2 separate regions of the Rattus norvegicus genome follow, and region 2 is linked to region 1. A link is a contact called in public Hi-C data. All regions are on one chromosome and are shown on one strand. Each heading gives the region's core, a stretch centred on a gene start, on an enhancer-like site or on the middle of the called end of the contact. The rest is flanking DNA. Distances are from core to core; before and after follow the strand shown.

The links. A called contact is a pair of places that touch in the nucleus more often than the background predicts.
Region 2: a Hi-C map of Schwann cells shows a contact between it and region 1, with 4 times the contacts expected there. The contact joins the promoter of Srgap2 here to the enhancer-like site in region 1. A contact is called at or near these places in 4 of 12 Hi-C or Micro-C datasets (Schwann cells, frontal cortex, hepatocytes and 1 more) and 1 of 1 datasets of contacts at active chromatin or transcription factors (oligodendrocytes).

The regions. Positions count from the first base shown.
Region 1 is chr13:45,346,783-45,352,730 of GRCr8, forward strand. It overlaps Srgap2 (SLIT-ROBO Rho GTPase activating protein 2), which reads right to left. Exons shown (of 23, transcript NM_001401376.1): 8 at 5,107-5,331; 9 at 2,456-2,557; 10 at 1,006-1,203. Among named protein-coding and RNA genes, the nearest start is that of Ikbke, 60 kb to the left of the region's middle. Within about 2 kb of position 3,564, at least 5 of the 93 cell types and tissues checked have an H3K27ac peak or open chromatin away from gene starts, as enhancers often do. A contact at or near this core is called in Schwann cells, where this site is marked.
Region 2 is chr13:45,515,757-45,521,704 of GRCr8, forward strand. Srgap2 (SLIT-ROBO Rho GTPase activating protein 2) reads right to left here and starts at 3,574. Exons shown (of 23, transcript NM_001401376.1): 1 at 3,427-3,574; 2 at 1,163-1,813. The coding sequence starts at 1,229. It overlaps Fam72a (family with sequence similarity 72, member A), which reads left to right and starts at 4,184. Exons shown (of 4, transcript NM_001081451.2): 1 at 4,184-5,043. The coding sequence starts at 4,892.

The DNA.
Region 1 (5,948 bases), core at 2,314-4,813:
CATCAATCAATCATGTTAGAGCTCTTAAAGAAAAAAGGAGAACGTTCAAAAAAAATTAAACAAATTGTCCCAGCTGGAAGAAAAAATCTAATTTGCTCCATGCTGAGAGTGCTTCATGACTGGAAGACAAGCGAAGTCCTTTCATTTGGTCAGTGTGCATTTTCAGTAGCCGTGTTTTATCTTACAACTGAAAAGTCAGTTTTTCTTTTCTTGGTCATCAGAAGATAAGGAAATAAATGTTGGTGCAGGCAAAAAGTCGGACTTGGCAAGTTCAGAACATTTTAATTATTAAAAAGCAGCACAAAAGACCAGCTGACAGCTTTTAAAAAAACTGTTAACATTGTACACACAGACACTCACACATAGACACACACCTACCCATCTAAAAGGAGAAAAATGAATAAAATATTCTGCTTTAGAATTCTCTACAAACCCAACAAGTTGCTCATTTAAGTCTCTTTAACTTTTACAAATAATTAGGAAAAATCACTTCCTAATAATGGAAGTTATATGATAATGTATTCAAATCACTTAGGAGAGACTTTAAATTTCTTTTTTTTTTTTTTTTTTGGTTCTTTTTTTCGGAGCTGGGGACTGAACCCAGGGCCTTGCGCTTCCTAGGTAAGCGCTCTACCACTGAGCTAAATCCCCAGCCCACTTTAAATTTCTTAAAACAATATACATATTGGCAAAGATATTTGAATATAGTTCTCAAAAAAAGCAATAAACTTAATTCCCTTGACATGCTCTCCTGTGACTGAGAATGAAAGCGTTCGAGCTGATTGAAGAGTTCCCTTGTCTTTTTCTTAGTGATTTATTTAGGAGCGCCCTTTCAGGTCCCCAGCTAAAACAAATAACTTGGAGATGCCTTTGCTTTAAGGGTAGAGATGGTGTCCAAGAATGCCAGGTTCACACCTTGTGTATTTAAAGCTTGCTTTTCAGACAAAAGCTCCTGTGGGTGTCAGTGTCTACTGATGTTCCTGTAAGGCCAAAGCGTGCCCTTACCGTGAAATAGAACTGTTCCGTCTCCTGCTGGTTAGCTCTCCTCTTAGCAATGCTAGGCTTGCTCATGAACGTTTCTGAGACAGTTGATTTGACAGACTCCATGGAATTGCTATACTGGAAGCAGTCAGATACATCAAAATCCTCAACAGTCACGATGTCCTGTATGGTCTGCAGGGTGGCCTCCATCGTCTTTTTCACCTATATCCATAATAGCCAAAGCAATCATGAGAAGCAGGCTATAAAATGGCAGGTGATAGAGCAACTAGGAGGAGCTTGAGAGGGCTATGTCTCTCCTCTCAAGAGAGCAGTAGGAAGGCAGGCAGGCAGGCAGGCAGGCAGGCAGGGATTACACTTCTCCCTGAACAGTGCTGAGTGATGAATATGACAGGAACCCAGATTCAGCACACTGCTCTCCCCAGCACACACCTAAACACCACTCTTCCTGCTGTGCACCCAATGCGGCGCTCTTATGTAATGTTTACTTTCTTCAAAGAGACTTATTTTATGTGTAAGGATGTTGTACCCGCATGTGTGTGTGTGTGTGTGTGTCTCACACAGTGCCTGGTTTCTGCTGGAGCTCCTGGAGTTGAGGTTAGAGATGGCTGGGAGCCACCATGCAGGTGCTAGAAGCCAAGCCTGTGTCCTGTGCAAGAGCAACCAGTGCTTTTGGCCACTTAACCACCTCTCCAGCTCCAAAACTTAGTTTAAGAGTTAGTGCTATTTCTTTATTATAGTGGAAGTGCAAAGGAAAATAGAAAACATAATTGCAAAACAGTATTTCCATCATATCAGAGCTAATTAAAATATGTGATAGGCTTGTCCTTCAATGCTCCTGGCACCGTTTCATGACCCACCGTTTCATGATCAAACAATGGGTTTGTTGTCCTATTTGCAAACTAAGTGACCCAGCCCTACTTCCTAGTAAAATTAAGACTTACTAAAATACAAGAAGCCATCTGAGCTCAACAGAAACCTGAATTACCTTTTTAAACTGGATTGCCTTTAAACTTTTAAAAATTTGCTTGTAAAACTGGATATTAAAAGAAAATATGCTGTGTTTAGAAAAAAAAAAAGTCACCCTCCTGTAGGAGGAAGGAGATGTCTGAAGTGTCAAAGTCAAAAGGTTTCTTTTTGAAAATGCTGGAAAAAGCCAGTCATGAGTGGGTCATTTCAGAGACTTGATATAGTTCACACCGTGGCCAAGTGCCACTTTGATTAAATGTGTAGTGGGGAGGGGCATTTTGTAAAAGCCCAAAACAGAGCACAACCTTTGGCATCGTACAAACAACTTCCTGAATACCAAGGGCAGGATGTAGCAGCAGGGAAAGCACAAGCCTCCACTGGCCAGGAAATCTCTGCATGCTCCTTCCACTTGTCCCTGATGGACGACCACAAATAGTTCAACAAGGAAACCGTGGCTCCGAGCCTCCTAGGAAGGAAACGCACGCACCTCTTCATTCTCGATCTTCAGAGTGGATAAGCGAGACTGCAGTTGTTGGCGTCTTTGCACCAGCTCACTCTGGACAGGCTGCTGGGCACAGAGCTGAGAGGCCTGTCAGAAAAAGCAACAGAAGGTCAGGAGGAGGACTCCAGAGCTCTCATTACTGCTCATGAACGATTTACACTGTATTGTATCCCAACTAATGGAAGGCTTGCAGTCTTCACGTGAAAGGGGAGGAGAATCTGTTTGGAAAGACCACGTTTCTCTCTTTGTAACCCACAGACAGGCAGGTGATGGCAGGGTAGGTCTAGCAGCATCTGCAGATCTAAGGGATTCTGAGGAGGCTGGACCAGAGTGTTTCAGGCAGCTCCAGCCCAGAAACCAATGCTTTGGCAGTGAAGTTCCTGCCAAAGGTCCAAGTGGTCACCTCTCTGCTCTTCCCTCCTCCCACTTCATCCACTAGAGTTAGAAAGAAGGAGAGAAGTGGGCCGGGAAGCTAAGTTGCTGCTGCTGGCAGCCTGTATGTTTATAAATCTGGACCATGCACGAGAGCTTTGACTCAATGGGAAAGAGTTCATGTGAATATGGGAACAAGTTCTTAAGCCCAAGTTAGAAAGCCCCAGAAGGCATGAGATCTGACAGAAGAAACTTGACATCTTTTAGATAGCCATCATTGTGGGGTCCCCTGCACCCCCCATCCCCAATAAACCAACTTTATCCTCTGTGAAGGAACGCAGACCTAGATAAGAGTCTCTTGATAAAGGTAAGGCTACGGCATGAGGTAATCTGATAATCTCCTGGATGACTGATGGCAGGCAGAAGGCTGGGAGGTGAAGGATAGGACCCACGTGGAGGCAGTGCCTGTCACCTTATTACCAGAGGAGACATCTGGATAGAACTGGGCTCCTTTGCCCTCAGCAAAGACTGAGCAGACTCACATACTTGTAAACCATTTGCTTACTCAAAAAACTAAAACCTCTTCAAAGGAAGGGGACTGGAAATTGACCCTTTCCCCTTTGGTATTTGAGATTCCGATCTCCTCTTCAGCTGAGAGGCTTGCTCAAGCTTTGCAGCTGATTTCACTATGGCTTTTAGAAGTAGACATAATGGAGAAAGCTTGTTGGCCAGATGGGTTACTGCCAAGAATGAAATGTCTGTTTCTGGCCCTGATGTCATCAGTCGTGCATCCAGTGCCCCTCAAACCTCTGGGTGCAGCAACAGTAGAAACAGGCACCAAGTCCTAGTGCATCTGAGAGCAGCTGACATCAGTCCTATCTACCTGTGGCCCAAGAATACCAGGGTAGCCAATTTCAGAGCTTCCATTAAAATGCCACTGAACTTTGGTCCCATTTAAAGGACTTCCAGGCAGCTCCTTCCTTCTGCCTATATGTTAGCAGGGCCCAAGAATGATTTGACATCTCACTCTAAACTAGAACGGGGAATTCTGGCCAAGCCACCAATCAGCTGTATCATACACAGGACAAAAGAATGAACTCTTATTTGATAAAGTCACCTGGCCTAGCATGGAAGAACTAGAGGGAAGACATCGCCTCCAACGCTGTTTCTTTAAGAAGCAGCGAGCTGCTGACGCATGCTTTGTCAGTGACCTTTCGCCAGGATGCAAGGCAATGCACCCCATCTGTGTACAGAAATGTGGTTCTCACTGGGCAAGGAGGGCCTGAGGGCCTATCATCGGGATTCCCCTTCATGGACACATGCTGTTTGGCTCAGAAGAGAACTCAGATAATCAACCAGTCCCTTCAGATAGTCCCAAGTTCACTTATTTTGGGGAAAGAATCTCAACGGCAGCTGGAGAATGGCTTAGAAGACAAACCTGAACAGAGTCAACACAGGTGAAGCCTGGGCTTCCTGGAGGCTGGCAGTGCCCCTCTAACTTTAGCTAATGTGATGCTGTTTTAGTTTCCATCTATTCAGATGCTGGCACCCGCTCAGCCACAGCAATGGAAACAAACTGGAAAGGGCTGGTTTTCCCCAAGTAGAAAAGGAGAGGACAGAGATGGGCTACTGCAGTGTGGCCAGCCTGTGACAGTCAACTGTCTGAGCAGCACACTACTACTTTCAGGTAGAGCGAAGCTTCTAGAGCCCAGACTCTAATCCAGGGACCAGAGCACCATGCTGATTTGTGGTCTCTTCTCATCTACTCCTTTTGGTCTCACTAACTACTGTGGGGAACTGAGGAAGCTCTTGAGAGAATCTGTAAAAGGTGGATGAAATCCTGAGTGAACGTGTATTGTTGACAAGGACATGGTCATGTCAAGGACTAATGTGGTATCGTCCATCAGAGCTAGCCCAACCTACCCAGCCCCAGCTTTTCTGTGTGTGTGTCTACTTTTCTTCATTCCCCGGTCACCCCAGTCAGGTTTCTGGAACACAGTTACTTGGGAGAGGGTGGGATTCTCTCTGGGAGAATCATCCACTCTACACTCTACAGCTCAGGTTGGCTGGATTAGATGGAACATGAACTTAGGCTCAAGGATAAACACAACAGTCAAAACCAAAGAGATATACTGAAGGGTCTGAAAGAATGGAACAGTTTACCTGACAGGAAGCCCCTCTCCTTCAGATGCAATAAAACTATACATAAGTCTAGTACATTCAAGTCCCTTTGGGGAAAGGTGCAAGGTAGGGAAAGGCCTTACCATATCTCCCATGTGGGGCTGGAATTCAAACTTCATAGGGGGGCAGAAAACATTATTGTACATCTCCATGAGCCGCTGCTTGTCACTGGTGGCATCTAGGTTTTCCACTGCATTTTCAATAGCATCCAGACCTTCATGTTTTGATTGTTCCAGATTTAATTCAGCAGACAGAAAAGTGCGTAGAGCCCGGTTCAGGCTAGCATGGTAGCCGAGGTCACAACACTGCTGTGGGAAGGAGACGGCACACACATAAGCATACCACAGACATCCCAGGCCTGGCAGCAAGGGAAGTGGTCTCGGGTAGATCTGACCATATCAAGGGACTGACTGACTGCAGTAGGAAGGAAGCCGAGATAACAATTTCAAAGCCTGGGTAAGATTCCTTAGTTCTTGCCCCCAACTTTAGTGGCTAGCAGACCATGTAGGGCACTGAGGTGGTTAGACAGAAGAAGATTCATAAGAAACAATGACAAGAGTTAACCAAATGATATTTCATAAGAATGAGAATAGTTAGAGAACTCTGTTCTGTTTTCTGGTTTGTCTGGGGGATGTCATGACAACAACATTCAACAATAATACAGCCTGCCTCGATTCCCTAAGGGTTGCTGTGGTTAGAAGTCACTACATAGCAAGCTTTCCAGGCCAATGGAGCAGTCAGGAGTCAAAATCTGGAGGGCTGTCTCAGCAGTAAACTCACATTCACTCAGCTCTAAGTAGGTGGGAGAAGGAGAACGGAAGGTTGCTTAAGTTATGACATCAACTTAGTGATCTGGGACAGGCTTGAGCTGAGGAAAGCTAAACCAAAAAGTCCTAAATATGAGCGTTACCGGGAAGATTCTTAT
Region 2 (5,948 bases), core at 2,324-4,823, 170 kb after region 1:
ATGGCCTTTCCCAAGTCCTCTAAGATAGGAAAAGGTCTCCTTGCATTGGTGCAGGGAATGGAGTAGGGGCCCCTCCCTCTCTACTCTGAAACAAAGGAAAAACCCAGAGCTCCAACCATGTGGTGAAACATTCAAGGCCACCCACCTCTCCCAGTTCCCAGCTAAGGTCTCAATGAACTGGAGCCACTTGGCTCCTCCCAGTGACTGGTCAGAAAGGGGCAGTGCCTTGCACAAACACAGGCTAGGGCTCCTTCCCAGGCATGATAGCTCTTAAGGGAAATGCTGGAGAAGGAAAGCCATGTGGGTATAGGTTTTGATTTGAGAAGCCCATTTAAGCAGTGGACTACTCGAGGAAACAAGGCTTGGTCTCCCCAGGTCTACATTCTGCCTTACCCCTTCGCAGTTTTGCTCAAAGGAAACGGACCTAAAAGCATGTATTCTGGAGCAGGGGGTGACAACACAGAAGGGTTAAACAATTATGTCTTCCTATTTTCCAGTTTCAGCACCAGTCTGAAACCCTAACAGCCTAACTCTGTAAGGTTTGGGTGAGGGTAGAAACCAGTTTGGATGGTCTTATTCTTTCTGGTCTTCGATCTTTGATTGTATGCAGGGTGGTCATGGGTCAGGCAAGTACAAGGTACACCCAATATGGCTAGGGACTTCCTGAATCCAGTGTCTTGGCAAATTTCAAGCTTTAACACAGTACACCAGAAAAACCCCACCTCTCCCAGGTCTCTCCAAACGTTATATCCTTCTCAAGGTTGCCTTGCCATCTGGACTTCTCTTCAACCTTTGAAATAAATGTCCAAACACCTGTCAGATCTCAGCTGTCCTTCAAGGAAGCTTGACTCAAGACACCCAAAGGCAAATCGCAGCTTTTTTTCTCTCTCCCCGGAGATCCTCCTTGCCCCTCCCCCACCCTTTGGGAAAGAACTGCCAAATTACTGGCCAGCTCCACAAAGATATTCCTGAAACCCACTTCCAGTGTCTGTGGCCCCTGACACTGCTGATCATTCCAAGGCTCTGATCCACCCATGAACCCACTCTGGGGTCAACTTGCCACCTGCTCCACCCAAGAAACACGCCCTGAAAATTGGGGTGGAAACGCATGCTTCACCAGTCTGCAGAACATCAGCTTTATGCTAATTTTCAAAATCCTTACCTTTGACCTGAGTATCATACTCTGCGATGATCTCCTTATCCTTTTTGAATTTGGCTGGAGACGTCATGTTTCCCTTTTTTCTTCCAAATCCGAATTGTGAATTGATAGATCCACGGGAAAAATCCAACCACTAATATCAATTCCTCCAAGGCCACTTCTCCCGGGGGCAGAGAAATGCCCCGCGGTGGTATCCAGAGCTCCGGGAGAACACGAGAGGCGGGATGGGCAGCCGGCTACCGCACACACATGCAGGCTGTGGGCGCTGAGGCCGGGGGTGGGGAAGCGGGGGGCGGCGGCGGCTGGCTTATGTACTAAAGCCCTAACCACAGCCGCAGCATTAACCAGGAGAACTGCAGAGCCCGGAGGCTGGCCTGGGGTCTGACATCAACGACACAGGCGGGGAGTGGAAGTCCTTCCGCACAACATGGTGTAGGGGATGCGGGGGTGTGGACGCGCCCAGCTGTGTCCCTTGGAGGGAGTGGGTTTGTCTTGGGGTGCCAGGGGAGGGCTAGGCGTTCTTCGCGGTTTTTTGTTTTGTTTTGTTTTTGTTTTTTGGTGTGGTACCAGCTCAAAGATGCTGCAAATCAAATCCCAAAAGGGTGCCGCTGCAGCGCAGAGTGGATCGGAAGTCCTTTGCTCCGGTTCACAGGGCTGTAAATGCAAGAAAAGGGGGGAGGGGGCGATCAGTCCTAGGGCAGATCCTAATCGCAACAGGGGTGGGGTCGGGGATGACACTCCAAGTCCAGCTTTGGCCCATTCATCTTGGCCTACCAACGCCCGCTCTATCAGAAGACCCGGCGTGGCGTTGTAGGGAGGAAAAAGGCTCCCTCCAGATTTTGCTTCAAGGCAGAAAGAGAACACTTCGGAGCAGCCGGCAGCGCGTGCTCCGGGCGGAGACTGCGGCGGGAAAGCAGAGATGCGGGTGGGGACTGCGGCACCTCGGCGCTTTCCCAGCCCAGCTAGCCCAAGAGGGGTCCTCCTGCCTAGCCTGAGACACGGCCCCTGACCCCCGGCTGGGGCACCTCCCAGACATCTACAAGATCAATACCAGAGGGGACAAACCAGACGGGCACAACTTTTCTTCTCCTGCCGCCCCTCCTCCCAGTTGTTTTGTTTTTGGTAACTAGCTTCTCCTGGCAGCAAAAAGGGGGGTGAGGGGGGAACGCTGCAGGAAGGGCCCGCTCCGCACGGGACATCCAGGAAAACAATGTGGTCGGCAGAAGCAGGAAACGGGCTAGAGGCGAGGGTCTAAACCGGGAAAACCCGGAGATGGGAGGCAGCAGGCAACAGTCGCCTCCCCCAAGCCAGGTATGAGGGTGACTCTAAATGATACCCCCAGTATTTTTTGTCCCCCAAGCCCAGGGATCACAAATACCGCACCCAATCCCAGTCGGGTGAGAGGCATCAGTGATAGTCGCTCCAGGAGGCGCGAGAGGCGACCGCAGGAAGGCTGAGGGAAGAGCTCCAGTGCTACCGCGGGCCCCTGCCTCCTAGGCCGCCCTGTCCCCGCCGGCGCACAGGCGGCTCCCGGCAGTGTCGCCTACTCCGGGCGGCTGGAGGAAGGGCCGCGCGCAGGAAGAGCGAGCAGAGGCCGCGCGGTGCGGGAGGACAGGAAGCGGGAGGCGGGCGTGAGGTGGGGTCCTGAGGCGGGAGAGAGCCCGGGCCAGCTCGAGCCGCCCAGGCTTGGACGACCAGAGAGGGCGCAGGGAGGACGGCTTTGGGGGCGAGGCAGTGAGAGAAACCGCGGTGGACTGCAACGTGAAGTGCAGGATGTTGGCAACTTTGGGGACCCGCATGAGGTTTGGATATCAGAGTGGGTGGAGAGCCCTGGGAGACAGACTGGAGAGCTGGACAGAGAAAGCGCCCTGCAAGCCGTGAGGAACACCCCATCTTTCCGGGTCCTCGGCTGGCAGCCAAGGCTAGGAGACCAGGGACGAGGCCAGCGGACCGTTACGGCGAGGCCCCTTAGGTGGACCCGACCAGCCGTGTGCAAAGGGGCTGCGGGAGGGCGGTGTCGCCGCGTGAGGACAGTCCTCGGCAGTGCAGGGATGGGCGGAGAGATGAGCAGTCCTGAGAAGTATTATGGGCTGCACTGGGGGATTTGGAGGGCCGAGGAGGGCGGTGTGAGGACCGCGGGCGGCGGCACCGCTAAGGCGGCGCCGAGGGCAGCAGCATCCGCAACGCGTCCACCCGCCCAGTCCCGGTTTGTTCAGTCAGAGCAGCAGCCGGGCATACGGGGGAAGAAGGAGAGAAGGAGCCTTTACCTGGCTCTGCCGCGACGGGTCCCAGGCCCAAGGTTCCGCTTCCCACTTAGCGCTCTCCTCCCCGCCACCCTCTTCTACGCAGTTCGGCCCCCCAGTTCCCTAAGGAGACTCCGCCAACTCCGCAAGACCCCGCCGGGAAGCAGAGCCCACCCCTTTGCCAATCACCGCCCGCCTTCTATCGACTGACGGGGCCTCCAGCCAATAATAATAACTGATCCATAGACGCCAGGAATAGAGGCGGGGCTGACGAAACTTAGAGGTGTGGCGAACACTAGCTGCCTAGGCTCAGTCCCAGAGTGAGCTACTCCCCGGCCTGTGAAAGCCTAAAGTAGAACTGATGGGCGGGATAAAATGGAAGCGACAACCAAACACAAACTCGCAAGAGAAGACAGGACCAATCGGGACGGTAAAGGGAGGAGAGAAGTTCAGCCAATAAGCAGTAGAGACTGGCCTGGACAGTAAGCACATCTACCAATAAGAAACTCGGGGTGTGTCTTCCAAGTTCACAGGGGGAAGAAGGGTTTAATCCAAGCAGATGCTGGCCAATAAGCTTAGAGGCCGAGCTAATCTTAACCAATCAGAGAGCCCATCTGACATCGGCACCGTTACTGGGGCGCGGCCTCTGAGCTCACGTCAGGAAAAGGCCCTTGGCCTTCCAATGTGGGACTTGGTCGAATTCTAGTCCTCCCAATCCCTGCTCGGCGCAGACAATTCAAACTGACAGCGGGTTAGAAAAGCAGAGAAAGCGGAAGAAAGAGCAAAACCCGGCGTGTTCCGTGACTGACTCCGGTGCTGACCGAGCCTATTCCAAGGCCTCTCCCCTCCACCTCGCAACACCGCTGCTCACTTTGGAGCCACCGCTGTGGGAGAGACCTTAAGGGTAACGGGCAGCGAGTGCGAGAGCTGGGTAGAGAGGACTCCGAGAGCCGTGGTGCGAGGGAGGGAGCCCGCGGCCGAGCTCGGAGAGGAGAGAGCGGGACAGGTCCAGAGCCGGCGCGGAAAGGACTGAGGGGCGTTGAATCCCACGAAGAAGCCGCGTGGAGCAGAGCAGGGAATTGGAGCGCTCTGCGGGCGGAGCTCGCGCTGGGAGTGGTCAGAGAGGCGAGGCTTTAAAGGGAAGAGCCCTCTGGGAATCGCCGAATTCCCGGGCTGGGGTCAGAGCTGAAGAGCAAAAGATTCTTGAAGACCAGAGAAAATAAAGCCTGTGGCGAAGTCTTCCTTCAACTCCACTTGTCTCTCCCTACCTCGAACTCCCATTTCCCTTCCCTCCCCAGGTCAAAAAGAAGTAACATTTGCTCCTCCTACTCAATAAATACTAATCTTACCTTTCCACCAGGAAAACAGGACTCTCTTCCTAGTTTTAGAGCTTAGAGAACTCAAGACCTTCCTTAAACTCGATTGTTAGCCTGAGGAAATCAAGGTTTCCCCTTTCAAAATTCTGCATCTCTTACCTGCGCGGGACGCTATGTCTACCAACAACTGTACTTTCAAGGACCGATGCGTGTCCATCCTGTGTTGCAAATTCTGTAAACAAGTTCTCAGCTCTAGGGGAATGAAGGCTGTTCTGTTGGCTGACACTGACATAGACCTTTACTCTACAGACATTCCTCCTACCAAGTAAGTCTTACGGGTTGGCCCTTTACTGGACAGTGGATGGCATGGGTCCCTGAGAGTCAAGGTTATCATTTGGTGTTCCAGCCACTGCCATCAGTCTGATGATTCCCTTGGAGTTTATCTAAGTGGGCAGACTGTCTGGACCAAGTCTGTGGTTTGCCCAACGTGGTCCGTACTGAGGTCATGCTTCCAGGCACTTAGAGTCGTGTGTTTGCGCATCCCTTATGTTGACTCTAAGGCTCCTTGCTTCCTTTCTGAAGCAAGTCTAACCGTCACTTGAAAAGTGTGTAATGATTCATTTAAAGTGAAATTCATGATTGAAAAGAGAGTAAATTTGAACATTTTAAAATCTAGGGAAGTAAAGCTATATATAACCTCTTCGTTTGCCCCCTTGAAATCTTCTGTGAATTGTCTAAGGGCAGTCATCATTTATTACAGAGATAAATGAGGTGCGATTTTATTTGTGTATGTGTACTTGTATGGTGAAAAAGAAAGCCCTAGATGATAAAATCGTAGAACCAAATGTCCCAAAGGTTCTATGATCCAGTGTATTGTTTTAGTTAGCTATGCTCACACAAAAATTTGAAATTCTCTATCTCTACAACAGCTGTGGTCATTAAAGGAAGTCTCAAGTTGGGTTATTATTATTGGTGCATAGCATAGAATCATAGCATAGAATTTTTCTCTGTTGGTGTTATAATCACAATGGATTCATGTGCTAAATGGGTGTGGATCAGTGAACGCATTGGTTTTTAAGATTTATTTTGTCACTATGTGTATGTGTGTGTTTGTTCGAGGAGGGGTAGATACACAGGTGCCTTGAGGCTAGAGGTGTCCTCTGGGTAGGCAGTTGTAGGTTTCATGATATGGGTGTTGGGAAGTGAACTGCTGTCCTCTGCAAGAGGAGT